Regions from separate parts of the Cricetulus griseus genome. Here region 1 is linked to region 2. The links are chromatin contacts, called in public Hi-C maps. All regions are on one chromosome and are shown on one strand. The core of a region is the stretch at or near the end of the contact, and the rest is flanking DNA. Distances in the headings are between cores, read along the strand shown.

Evidence for each region. Hi-C and Micro-C count contacts between places; a contact is called where the count stands out from the background.
Region 1: a Hi-C map of fibroblasts shows a contact between it and region 2, with 2.5 times the contacts expected there. The contact joins the enhancer-like site here to the promoter of Myo1e in region 2. A contact is called at or near these places in 3 of 8 Hi-C or Micro-C datasets (the CHO-K1 cell line and fibroblasts).

What each region holds. Positions count from the first base shown.
Region 1 is chr4:181,813,764-181,819,861 of CriGri-PICRH-1.0, reverse strand. The region is part of intron 1 of Myo1e (unconventional myosin-Ie); the gene reads right to left. Among named protein-coding and RNA genes, the nearest start is that of Myo1e, 68 kb to the right of the region's middle. Within about 2 kb of position 1,676, at least 2 of the 6 cell types and tissues checked have open chromatin away from gene starts, as enhancers often do. A contact at or near this core is called in the CHO-K1 cell line and fibroblasts, where this site is marked.
Region 2 is chr4:181,747,835-181,754,017 of CriGri-PICRH-1.0, reverse strand. It overlaps Myo1e (unconventional myosin-Ie), which reads right to left and starts at 4,719. Exons shown (of 28, transcript XM_027411241.2): 1 at 4,355-4,719. The coding sequence starts at 4,357.

The DNA of each region.
Region 1 (6,098 bases), core at 427-2,926, 69 kb before region 2:
CTGGTGCTGGGCATATAGCTTAGTTGGTGGAGTACCTGTCTAGCATGCACACAGCCCTGGGTTAGACCCCAAGCACCACATAAACCAAGTGTGATGGTACATGAACTTGATTGATAGATAACATACTGGCACATCCCATACTTGGGAGACGAAGGCAGGGGGATCCGAAGTTCAAAGTCATCACACACATATGTTCTCTCTCTTTCCACTCACGTTTTCTCTTCTATACTGACTGTAAAATATATTTCTGTATATTCTTTTATTTTTCTGAAAACTTAACTGTGTGAATGTATATCAGTGAGGATTCAATTTAGAAAAGAGCTTTTAGAGGTGTGCTGGGATTGTTTTCTTGCCCATGTTTTGAATATATATATATATATATATATATAATATATATATATGTGTGTGTGTGGTGTGTGTGTGTGTGTGTGTGTGTGTGTGTATTGTGCACGTATTTGTATATATATATATATAATATATATATATGTGTGTGTATATATATATATACACACACAAAACATAATATATATGTGGTGCATGTGAATATATGGGAATGTTATATATATTAATATATGAATACACACAGACACACACATATATATGGGGGTTCAGATATACATTGTGGAAGACGATGTCACTCTTGACCACTCTCCACCTTATTCTTTGAGGCAGGGTTGCTCACTGAACCTGGCGCTTACAGAATAGTTAGACGAACTGACCAGCAAGCAAGGCTCAGGGACCCTCCTGTCCCCACTTCCCCACTGCTGGGATTATAAGGTAGCAGCATACTGACTGTATGTAGATGCTGGGATCTGTACTCAGGTTCTCCTGTTTTCACAGCAAGCATTTTACCAACCAAGCAATCTCCTTAATCCTGCCTGTAGTTTTTAAAAGCTAACATGGAACACTAAAAGAACACAAACCATGGGGTGCCGGGATCCAATTAGTACATCTACAACACATCCAAAGCTCACAAAATCTCTCAGGAAACGGAGTGGAATATTGGTGAAAGCGGGCAGATCAGGATGCCTGCTGGGATACAGTGCTTCCTAGACATGACAGGAAAATGCATGAAATCTCAATAACAAGGTTGCCTAAACAAGACCTGCTTCATGGCCACACCAGCTGACATGCCGATGAGGATAGGAGAAATCTCACAAGGCCCCAGACCGAGATAGAGAGCTTCTGGCAATCAAGGTTACTGGGAGAGGGAGAATCAGTTTTCTTTAAGGACAATCTCTCTCTCTCTCTCTCTCTCTCTCTCTCTCTCTCTCTCTCTCTCTCTCCCTCCCCCTCCCTCCCTCCCTCTCTCTCTCTCTCTCTCTCTCTCTCTCTCTCTCTCTCTCTCTCTCTCTCTCTCTGTGTGTGTGTGTGTGTGTGTAACAACAGTAATTAAAGAAGAAAAGATTTGGAATTTGAGAGGGAGTGGGTGGGGTATGGGGGAATTGGGTTAGGGGAAAGAAAGGTAGAAAGGGTGTAAATACAATATGTATTCAATTCTTAAAAAAACAAGAAGAAGAAAAGAGAAAAGGTTTAAAATGGTGAAGTGTTGCTATATCACTGGCCACTTGGGGGTGCTGTGACAGGATGTGCTAACTGACCCCCAGCCTCTGGGAGTGAAGGAAGCTTTTGTAGTGGCACAATAAGCTGAAGGACAAAGCTATATCTGGGCACCACTGACTCACTCATGCTAAACCAAAGCCAGGAGCGAGCAATCCCTGTTTCTGACAGGGGAATGGAGGGCTCCTCAGATTGCTTGACCTGTACCCCAGGAAACACATTCCTTTAGAGAAACAAAAATATAAAGGAATTATTCTCAGAGCCCTTCAGGTGCTAGGGGAAAGGGTTTACCAGATCCTGAACCACAGAGGTGCTGGCTGACCAGGCAGCAGAAATGAAGGAAGCCACCAAAGTAGCCAGGAAGTCAATGATTCAGATTAGTGTCATCAGGGGCCATGGGCAAGCTCTTTCTCTCCCTCCATAAGGGATTCACGACCTTCCCTGCCTTTTCCACTCATGACTCACACCCTGGACTTGAGAGATGGAATAAAACCAGGCTTGGGGCTCAAGGAATTTTGAAGAGGTAATGGGGGGAGGGGGACAAGAAATGACAAGAATGAGCTTGATGATGGAACAAAAAGCCCAGTGTAGACCCAAAGGCAAACGGCTATCTCACAGGAGCCAAACCCAAATTGCAAGTCCAGTGTGCAATGGCCAAGGATGGAGAGGGCTGAGGGGCCTGTGGAGCAACAAGCAGAGACCCACTCCTCCTTTTTTTTTTTTTTCCGAGACAGGGTTTCTCTGTGGCTTTGGAGGCTGTCCTGGAACTAGCTCTTGTAGACCAGGCTGGTCTCGAACTCACAGAGATCTGCCTACCTCTGCCTCCCGAGTGCTGGGATTAAAGGCGTGCGCCACCAACGCCCGGCTCCCACTCCTCCTTGAAGAATTCCAAAGAGGCTCTTGCTATGCACACACACCCCAATTCAGTGTCCAGGATGCTAACCACTACAAGGCACATCTGTAGACACACGCTCTCCCAATTCAGTGAGCAAGTTCTGGTAGTGGCTATACAAGAACACCGATGTGGATGATCTGGCCTGGTGAGCCAATCCTGAATTCTGAGTGAGCTAATCTGGAACAGTGTGACTTCTGTGGTGGCCACACACTGGTATCCAGGTTTGAGTGGAGGCAAATACACACGTTTTCAAACCCAAACTGCAAAGGGAGGTGTGAATTCTTGGGCAGAGGAGAGAGAACATCCTCTCTGAGGAAGAAGGGCTCTAACTACAGAAGCCAGAGCAACCCTGCAGCTAAACACTCTGAAGAGAGCTGACCGATTCAATATCTACGGTAAAAAACAGCCGGGGGGCAGGTTATGCAATCTCTTCTGTCTCCACCGTACAGGCACCATGCCTTGTTTCTGTCCTGCTGGGGATTGAACCCAAAGCTTCAGGCATGCTAGGCATGCTTTCTCAGAACCCAATTATACCACCAGCCTGGGGCAGAACATTGTGTGTGTATGCACATAAGCAGGTGCGTATGTGATAAGTGTGTGCTCGCCAAGGCCAGAGGTCAACCTCTCATGTCATTCCTCACGAGCTATTGCCTTGTTTTTGGAGGCAGGGTCTCTCTCATTGAAGCCAGGGCCTCACGATTAGGTTACATTGCCTGGCAAGAAAGTCCCAGGGATCCTCCTTTCCCACATCCCTAATGTTGAGATCATAGTTGTGTCCCACCTACCTGGCTTTTTATGTGGGTGTTAAGGACCAAACTCAGGCCCACATACTTGTTTGGCAATTAATTCACCAACTGAGCCATCTCCCATGGCTCCCAGAATATTTACACATTCGTATTCCAAACCCTACTCCCTCTCCACCCCTAAGACAAGGTTTCTCTGCATAGCCCTGGCTGTTTTGGAACTCATTCTGTAGACAAGGGTGGCCTCAAACTCAGAGATCCACCTGTTTCTGGCTCCTGAGTGCTGGGATTGAAGGATTTTGACTCCACTAAGAAAGTGCCGTCTCTGTTAGCTGACCAGTCTGATGCTCTCTTCACAGATGAGGGACCTGGGTTGCTGAGATGACCCATCAGGCCCACAGAATCATTCCTGGAGGAATCAAGACTTGGGTCTTCCAACTCTCAGCCCAGCCCTGGGTGGCTCTCTGTTCTTGTCTTCGCTAACAAACCTGTAGTGCAGGTGGCTCTTAATCTTTAAAATTTTGACTGTATAATCATCGCAAAGGCCCTAGAGAAAAGTAGATTCTATTTTGGATGTTTACCATGACCAACTGAGTCTATGCAATTAAACATTTTTAGCCTCTCCAATGAAACATTAGTATTCATTTGTGTGCATGCGCATGTTTGTGTGTGGGTATGCATGTGGGAATCCATTCTCTGTTTCTGCCATGTGGTCTTGGGGCTCCAGCTCAGATCTCCAGGCTTGGCAGTAGGTGTCTTTACCTGCCGAGCCATCTCACTACCCCACTCTCGGTGAATCCTGCCTCCATGGCAGTCAGATTGGATAAGAACTCTGGTGCCCATCCACATAGCAAGGACCAGGGGAGCTTAATATCTTTCTAGTTTGTTTTTTGAGGCAAGCTTGCATTAGTAGTGATGAACAGGGATACCCTGGAACTCTCCACATAGACCAGACTGCCTTTGAACTCAGAGATCTACCTGGCTCTGCCTCCTGGGGGCTGGGATCAATGGCAGGGTTAGCACAACCAGCTTCTTCCTAGTTGGTTTTCTTTTTTTGAATAAGGTATCACCTCACATCATATCCACCCCAGCTCCTCCCTCCCCCAGCTCCTTCCTAGTTTGTTAGTGAGAAGATAGGCAGGTAGTAAATACATCCTAATACATCCTTTCAGTGGGTGACCACACTCATGCCACAGTCCCACTCTGGGGAACACTTTCCCGGTAACTTCAGCCTCCATGGACCTGGTTGTAAGCCGGGGGCAGGGAAGCGTGGACATTGCCTTTAAAAAACACACAGCAATACGATGGATAAAGAAGAAAAGTAGGGGACGGTCCCCAGAGATCAGGAAGCAAGCGTCTACCTTGAGACCTCTGGCCATGGAATTTCACTCTGATCCTTCCGATATTTACTTTCTCCTGCTGGGATCACTAAAATTGAAAATGAAATGTGAGCTGACCATGGCTGATGTGATTACGGGCCACAGATGAGTCATACCAAGAAACTCTTACAACTGTGGAGAAATCTCCCTGTGAGCAAACTTCTGGTTATTGTTACTTATTTCTTACTGTACTCGGTGACACACCAAGAAAGTGACCTGTGTCACTTCCAGGTGTGCAGCTACTTGTGAGCCCCATCTATGTACCGAGACTAAGTGAGGGGTTTGGCACACTGTATTTTATTTATCAAAGATTAATTTTCAAGCTGGGCATTGGTGGCACACGCCTTTAATCCCAGCACTCGGGAGGCAGAGGCAGGCGGATCTCTGTGAGTTTGAGGCCAGCCTGGTCTCCAGAGTGAGTGCCAGGATAGGCTCCAAAGCTACACAGAGAAACCCTGTCTCGAAAAACCAAAAAAAAAAAAAAAAAAAAAAAAAAAAAAAGATAATTTTCGTTCGTGTAGTGTGTGCTCGCGCCCCCGCACGTGTGTGTGTGTGTGGTGTGTGTGTGTGAGAGAGGAGAGAGAGAGAGAGAGAGAGAGAGAGAGAGAGAGAGAGAGAGGGAGGGAGAGGGAGGGAGGGAGTTAGAATTTGCAGTTGGGCCTGTAACAGACCTTGAGGCTCTCTAAGCAAAGGGACGTTTCCAACACACCCTGATTAGCCTCAGAGGGTACTAGTCGCTGGGAAGCCAGAGCTCTGGGCATCCTTCTTTGACACCAGGTCTCAGCCTTGTCATCTGCTTTGGTCTTCAGGCTTTATGTGATGGAGGAGGGCGACACTAGATTTTGACTTTTCTTTGAGACAAAGTTGTCTCAGTCCCACCAGAAGTCAAATATACTAAAAATCACCCCACAGAAATCCAAATTCTGACAAAATAGTCAAGACAAAAGAGCAGTTGCCAAAGTAGTCAGGTAGGAATCTACTGAAGGCAATATGGTGGTGGTGGGGGCGGGGAGGGGGCCCGGGGACGGCTTGCAGACAGGCCCAAACACATGTGCGCATGCACATGGAAGCCAGAGGCCAACCTTGAGTGTTGGCCAAGGAATCCCAGAGATCCTGTCTCTGCCTCCCTGGAGCTGGAATTACCAATGGTTGCCAACACCTAGCTTTTTACTTGAGTTCTGGGGCAAGACTGAAGATCTTTATGCTTGCAAGGCAAGTATTTTATCCACTGTCTCCAACCTCTAAAGAAAAACAATGTCTGTCATTTCCAAAACCAAACAGCCTGTTGCTCTCTAAACCTGGCCTTGATTGTTTTGAACGTGCATGATACCATGGAGCAGAACTTGACACCTGATCTCTCTGTGTTAGCTGGGAAAGAATGCGTCAACCCTTTTATTGTAGACAGCATTCTAAGGGGGACAGTAAATAGAAAAACAGAAGACAGCATCATAACAGGTCCTAGAAAGCTGTGCTTAGAAATGCCTGACTACACATTTATTCACAAACACATTTGTATGGCTT
Region 2 (6,183 bases), core at 3,470-5,969:
AACATGAGGAACTGTATTAAAGGGTCACAGCATTAGGACAATTGTGAACCTCGGCCATGCCAGCTGCTGGGAAGCTAAGGCAGGAATACGGTAGCTGGAGACCAGCCTGAGCTACACAGTAAGACTGTGTGTGTGTGTGTGTGTGTGTGTGTGTGTGTGTGTGTGTGTGTGTGTGTGTGTGTGTGTTGAAGCAGTGAAGCAAGCAGTGGAACCCTTGTCCTTTCCCACCAGTAGATGGGAATCACTGCTTGGTCTGTAGTCTCATGTGACTTCATGACACACCAGGAGCAGAGGAATCTGTCAGAAATCCACCTCAAGTCCCTGTGCTTTGAAAAGGGCAAGGAGTAAGAGGTGTTGTGCACCCTTGGGGCATTCTACCGAAAGAGAGGGTGAAGAGCAACCAGAGGAGCTGAAAGTGCGTGCAGCCTTGCCACTCACAAGCCATCTCCACTCATGCTCTGACAGCTCCGACTAGCAGCTGCACAGGGGTTTTCCCTGTTTAAGCCACCAGATTCCTCAGGTACAAAAAACCCAGGCCACCGCCCTCTCTATCGAGGCCCCAGGAGAAGGTGTGGATACACAACACTGACATCATTGTTGGGTGTGCAGCTGCCGTTCAGACCTTCTGGCTAGCAAATAGATGGAGGAAGTGTTGTGGTTCACAGGACACCACACCGAGCTTGCAGCAGCTGCAAGCAGATGACCCACAGATAAGCACGACTGGCCTTTCAGTGACATCAGGGTACTTAAAAATGAGCAGTGCCAGCAGGAGATCTAGATCGCCACTTGTCTACAACAAGATAGCCTGGTAATATGGCCAGTGTAACCATGGGACATGTGTTCCTTGTTTATTCTCCAACGACAGATTGTGTCTTGGCCTTCAGAGTCACGGGAGCTCTTACCAGTGGAGTCCTCAGCACAGATAGAGGTAGGATGGACTTCACCTTCCCATGCCTCACCTATCCATCTAATGCCCAACTAAACTTCTCTTCCAAGAGAGGAAACCCTAGGCTGGCCCACCGCACTCACCCCAAGGTAGAAGCATTCAGAACCAGCTTTTCTTTTCTTTCTTTCTTTCTTTTTTTTAAAATATAAATAAATAACTAAAATGATTAACTAAAAAAAATAATCAGAGCTGTGTTTGTGTGTGCTATACCTGCTAGTGAGTCAGGAATAATAAGCAGTAGAGAAAGGGAATATAGTTAGACACTTGCAAAGACAATGGCCAAGAGAGATTCGCTCAAGCATCTCTGCATATTCTCTTCACAGAAACCCTGTAAATCACACTTTCTGGGATAAAACAGAAAGCAGCCTCACATACAGAGGTTTTAGTCTATCACCCAGTTAGACCACGGCCACCAACAGAACTATCCTGTCACAGACTATGAAGCCAGAGTCCATGAAGGAAGCCTTAGCCATACACTGCTATGTATTAGAGCCAACAGGTTCTTTGTAGACTCTTCTCACCAAACTCACTCAGATATGATGACGTATGGAGATGGGTTTTGGTTTTTTTTTTTTTCCACCTCTTCAAGCCTCCTAATGAAAAGGGTAATGATAACTGTGGCCTGGTAATACAGTCTGGGTTTCCCCAGATGAGTTAGTGTCCTGTAGTTAATATTCATGAGGGATAAGTGAACTATACATTGTATTCATGAGTCTGAAGTGAATTTTCATCATGAGTCACAACTGAGTAAGTCATAGAGCCTCAGGTATAGATCATCTAATTTGAGACCCTCCCCCACACACAATTAGCAACTTTTCTTATTGTGACAAATTTCCCTGACAAAAGTAACTCTCGGAAAGGTTTGTCTAAGCCGACCTTTGGAGGGCATATAGTCCAATCAAGGTGGAAGAAGCATGGCAGCAGTCACTTTGTACCCACAGGCAGGAAGCAGAGAGAGTCACACACAGCTGGTGCTCAGTTCCCATTTTCCTTTTTATTCCGCCTGGGACCCCAGCCCATGCAACAGTGCCACCATGTAAAGAATGGGTCTTCTAGCTTCTAGTAACCTAAGCTGGAAACTCTCAGACATGCCCTGAGGTCTCATTCTGTGAAGACCCTAAATCCCACCGGCTTGCCAATCAAGAGTAGCCATCACACAAGCACACGGGAGAGTTCACAGTACAGGTGTTCTTCCTGCGGCCTGGCCAAGGGCCTGTGCTTGGTGCTAATTCTTGGCCACACCCACTAAGGGTAATGGCCCATCCCTTCCTGTCCTAAGCGGCTGAGGGATTCAACTAGGCAGGCCCAGACAGATGCAGAACACAGAAGTTCCATTCAGCCTAAGACTTCTTAGGTAAACATTAAGTGTTCTCACTGGGATCCTATCTGAGGTGTGGGTACTCTGTCCCTCAGGCAACTTCACCCAGTTGATAGGCCCACTCACACTTTCAAGTCAAGTAAGAAGCAATTCCTCAGAGTTCTGTCCATGACACATCTATTTCAGGACGGCCAGCTGTTTCAACTTTTCTGGCCAGTGAATTGTGGCCCCGGCATCCATATCTGATACATAGATAGCCTCCTAGTGGCCCACAACATACCCATCTGTGCTGATGGCCAAGAGCCACCCTGTCTACACAGGCATGAAAGGGACACTAAGACACACCTCCTCCACATCCGATTGATCAACCAGCTACACCAACTGTAAGGAGCCAAACTGAGTGTGTTTCCCACATCTCTGAAAAAGGCATCGCAGGCTAATTTTGGGTCTACCCGGCAAGAAAAAGTGAGTTTAACACAGGAAAGTTCATTTCCTCATGGTACTACTTACACAGTTAAATTCAGTAAAATTCTTTTCAGTCCTTGACATAAACACATTGATTTTTTTTTTTTTTTTAGAAATATTGAACCATGGAAAGTAATTACAGCAATTCTTAGGCACAAGGATTATCACACTGCTCAAGTTCAAGTGGTCAGAGGCCCTCGAAACTCCACCCAACCGTAGCTCAGGGTACACTGTGAGCATAGACTGACTTCTGAAACCTCAAAACTGAAGGAGGAAGCATATTTATAAATGAAGTATTCTCTCTGGGGGACAAAGGTGACATAATTTTTGAACTATGTAAAAAGTAAAAGCTTGTGGCCAGGATGCCTTTTAAAGGTTTCGTTTGTTTTAAATCGTCCTTTTGAATTAACAGCGAAGGGGCAGGGGCCGTGTACACACTACATGTGGGCTCTGCCCAGCCTGTGCCTCGGATGCTTGGCGCTGGGATCTGGGATACAGATTTCCCAAGCGAGAGCTATGCTAGGCATCTTTTTTAGTAAGCTTCACCCTCATGGCCAGTAAACAACGACAAAGCCAGGAGGACAAGTTCCTCCACCGAGAAGCAAGTGTGGAAACTTTGAAGACTTTTAGAACTTCAAGTTTAAAAATAAAAGTTTTCTTTTTTTTCTTCTTTTGGTCCTCGTGAACTGGCAATCTCTCCAAAATACAATCTATGCTTTTGTCCTTCTGAAGTAAAACTACACCACAGCAAAGCCCAGGGGATGTGGCTAAGGTTATTGGAACTGAGAGAGGAGAGTGGCTGGGCTGGGGACTCCTCCGGGTAGCGACAAAAATCTCAAAGTTAAAGTTAGAGAGGCAGCCCGTGCCATACACTTCCCCAAATGCGAAGCGTGAAAGAACAAAACCAGGGACGCTCTCGGGGACTTGTGGTGTGTGAAGCAGAGTGGAGGTCCTCTCGAGCTGGGCACCGGGTGGGGCCCGAGGCTGGAGGTGTTTACCCCACACAAGGACCCTACGGGTCTGGGCTCCCGGCCAGTGTGGCTGCCGCTGTGCGCCATCGTCACAGGGTCCCTGCAGTCCCGGCCACTGCCAGGTGCTCCGCCGTACCTGGTGCCCCCGCCTGCCTTTGTGCAGCGCGCGGCCCATCACCAGTGCAGGCGGGACTGCCCGAGTCCTCCCTGATGCCAGGGGGACAGCTGCAGGATCAGCCTGCCAGGGAACTCAGGCTGGTGCCCGCCCAGGGGAGGGGGGCCCGAGGGACACAAGCGTGTCCCCCACCTTCCCTGAAGGAGAAAAGGGTCCCCGGTCCCATGGCTGTGTCGGTGAAAACAGATGTGCTCACGCCCTGGCTTCCGACAGCTGGCAGCCACAGCAACATTGCCACCAAAACTTTGCCGGCGCAGAAAGCCACTTCTGAGTTTTCTTTGCCCGCCTCGGTCGCTCTTCCCGGCCAAGACCCGGTTTACAGCAAACAGCAGGAAATCGGCGTTTCAGAAGTGCACACTCCCGGGTCCACCTTCTCCACCCCCTGCCTGGGCAGCTTGCCCAAGGTAGGTGCCGGCGCTCCGGGGCTTCCTGCCCCATCCCAGGGTCAGGCGTCCTGGGACGCGGCGCAGCCAACTCACCATGGTGACTCCCGCCGCAGTCACGCCTCCGCCGGGTCCGGCTGCCTGGACACTGGGACTGGAACGCGGTCTCCTGGGCGAACTTCAAAAGTTGGTTCCCTTGGCCAAAAAACAAGCTCCAGACACCCAAGCACTCACAGGAGCCAATGGAAACCCAGATGGGACTCCATCCAGGCGGGATCCAAGACGTTAGGTGAGGCAAGACTTAGCAAATCTGGTGCGCACTCGGATCTGACGATCCCCAACTGTCTAGAGATGCACCCGATGCGCTCCGCCGGACTGCCTGTCCAGCTGCCCTGCCTGGACCGTCTTTCTCCTAACACTTAATCCAAACTCTTCTCTGGCTCAGCCTGTGCTCGGGCCGGGCAATCTGTCCATAAATGGAGAATTCAGCACAGACCTGACCAATCAGAGTTTGTTTTCGCAGCGTCACTCCTCGGGGAAGCCGAGATAACCAACAAGCGTGGAACTACAAGTTTCCAAAGGACTCTGGATCAACAGAAAAACGTGTCTGGTGTCGTGTCTCCCTTTACTTAGTTAGCGAGGAGTGTTTCGATTTTTTTTGAATTTTTTTTTTTTTTTTTAAAGAATTGCGTCGAGCCAAGCAATCCCTTTTTTTTTTTTTTTTTTTTTTTTTTTTTTTTTTCCCTTTCTGGATTCTAAGGAAAGTCGAAAGTATTTCCTCCACCCGTCCTTTATACCTGAATTAATTTCCTTGGGAAACAAGAATAGAAAGAGCTCTGTCCTCTGCGGTGTCCGGTTTCAGGAAACCAGGTAGCCTGGAGAGAGAAGGGGACGCAGATTCCTAAACGGGATTAGGGAGCCTGGTGCCTTGTGTAGGGGTGAGCTGAGGAAGTAAACTCTCAGAGCCACCACGGGTCTGCGTTCCCAGTGTCCGAGAAAGAAAAGCCTGTAAATTCCAGGGCACAGAAAATCTTGAGATTTGATCGTCACCCTTCATACGAATCTAGGACCCCAGAGTTGCGATAGTAAAAATCATCTTGGCTAGGAAGGGTTTTGCTGTTTGTTTGTTTTAAAGTAGTGCATACCTACAGAGGACTATGATCAAGCCAGGAAAGGGAGCAAATGCTGATACACCCTGCTAGAGAGAAGGACCTGGGAAAGCCACTTATGTGAAAGGTCAGGGCCAAAGTTCACAAAGCACAATTCCATGTGTGTGACAGTTGTAGGTGGGGAGCACTGCAGAGTAGCAGATCTTGGCTTCTTGTGGGGGGGAGGATGGAGTGTGGAGTGACTGCTCAAGGAACAAAGGAGCTTTGTCTGGGGAAGAGGTGGTCCAAAGATACTCCAGAGGTACTAATGATGGTGGGAAAACTGTGACTATACCCAAAACTATTGGAGTATACATTTTAACGCAAGAATCTTAGGGCATGCGAATTACATCATTACATCAATTCTTAAGATAAAGGGGTGCACACATGCCTCTGAACGTGTGTGGTATTCATAGAATAACTTGTGAGAGCTGATTCTCCCCTTCTCCATGTGGGTCCCAGGGATTGAACTCAGGTGGTCAGGCTCGGCAGCAAGCCAGCAAGTGCCGTTATCCACTGAGCTATCTCACACCAATTTGAAAGATACTCCTGTTGTTTGAAACTTTGTTAACTATTCCCACTGTTAGGGCAGCAAAGTATTGAATTCCTTCCATAGGAGATAATCCAGACGCTAGAGGCACAGCTACCCCAGACTTTGCTGGCTTTATGGTTTGGCCTAAGAACAGGCAATAGTTGGGAGTGGATCACCTGGAGTTGGAGGACCTACCTACTTTGCCAGTGTGAGGACCTGAGTTAGATCCCTAAAACCAATGTAAA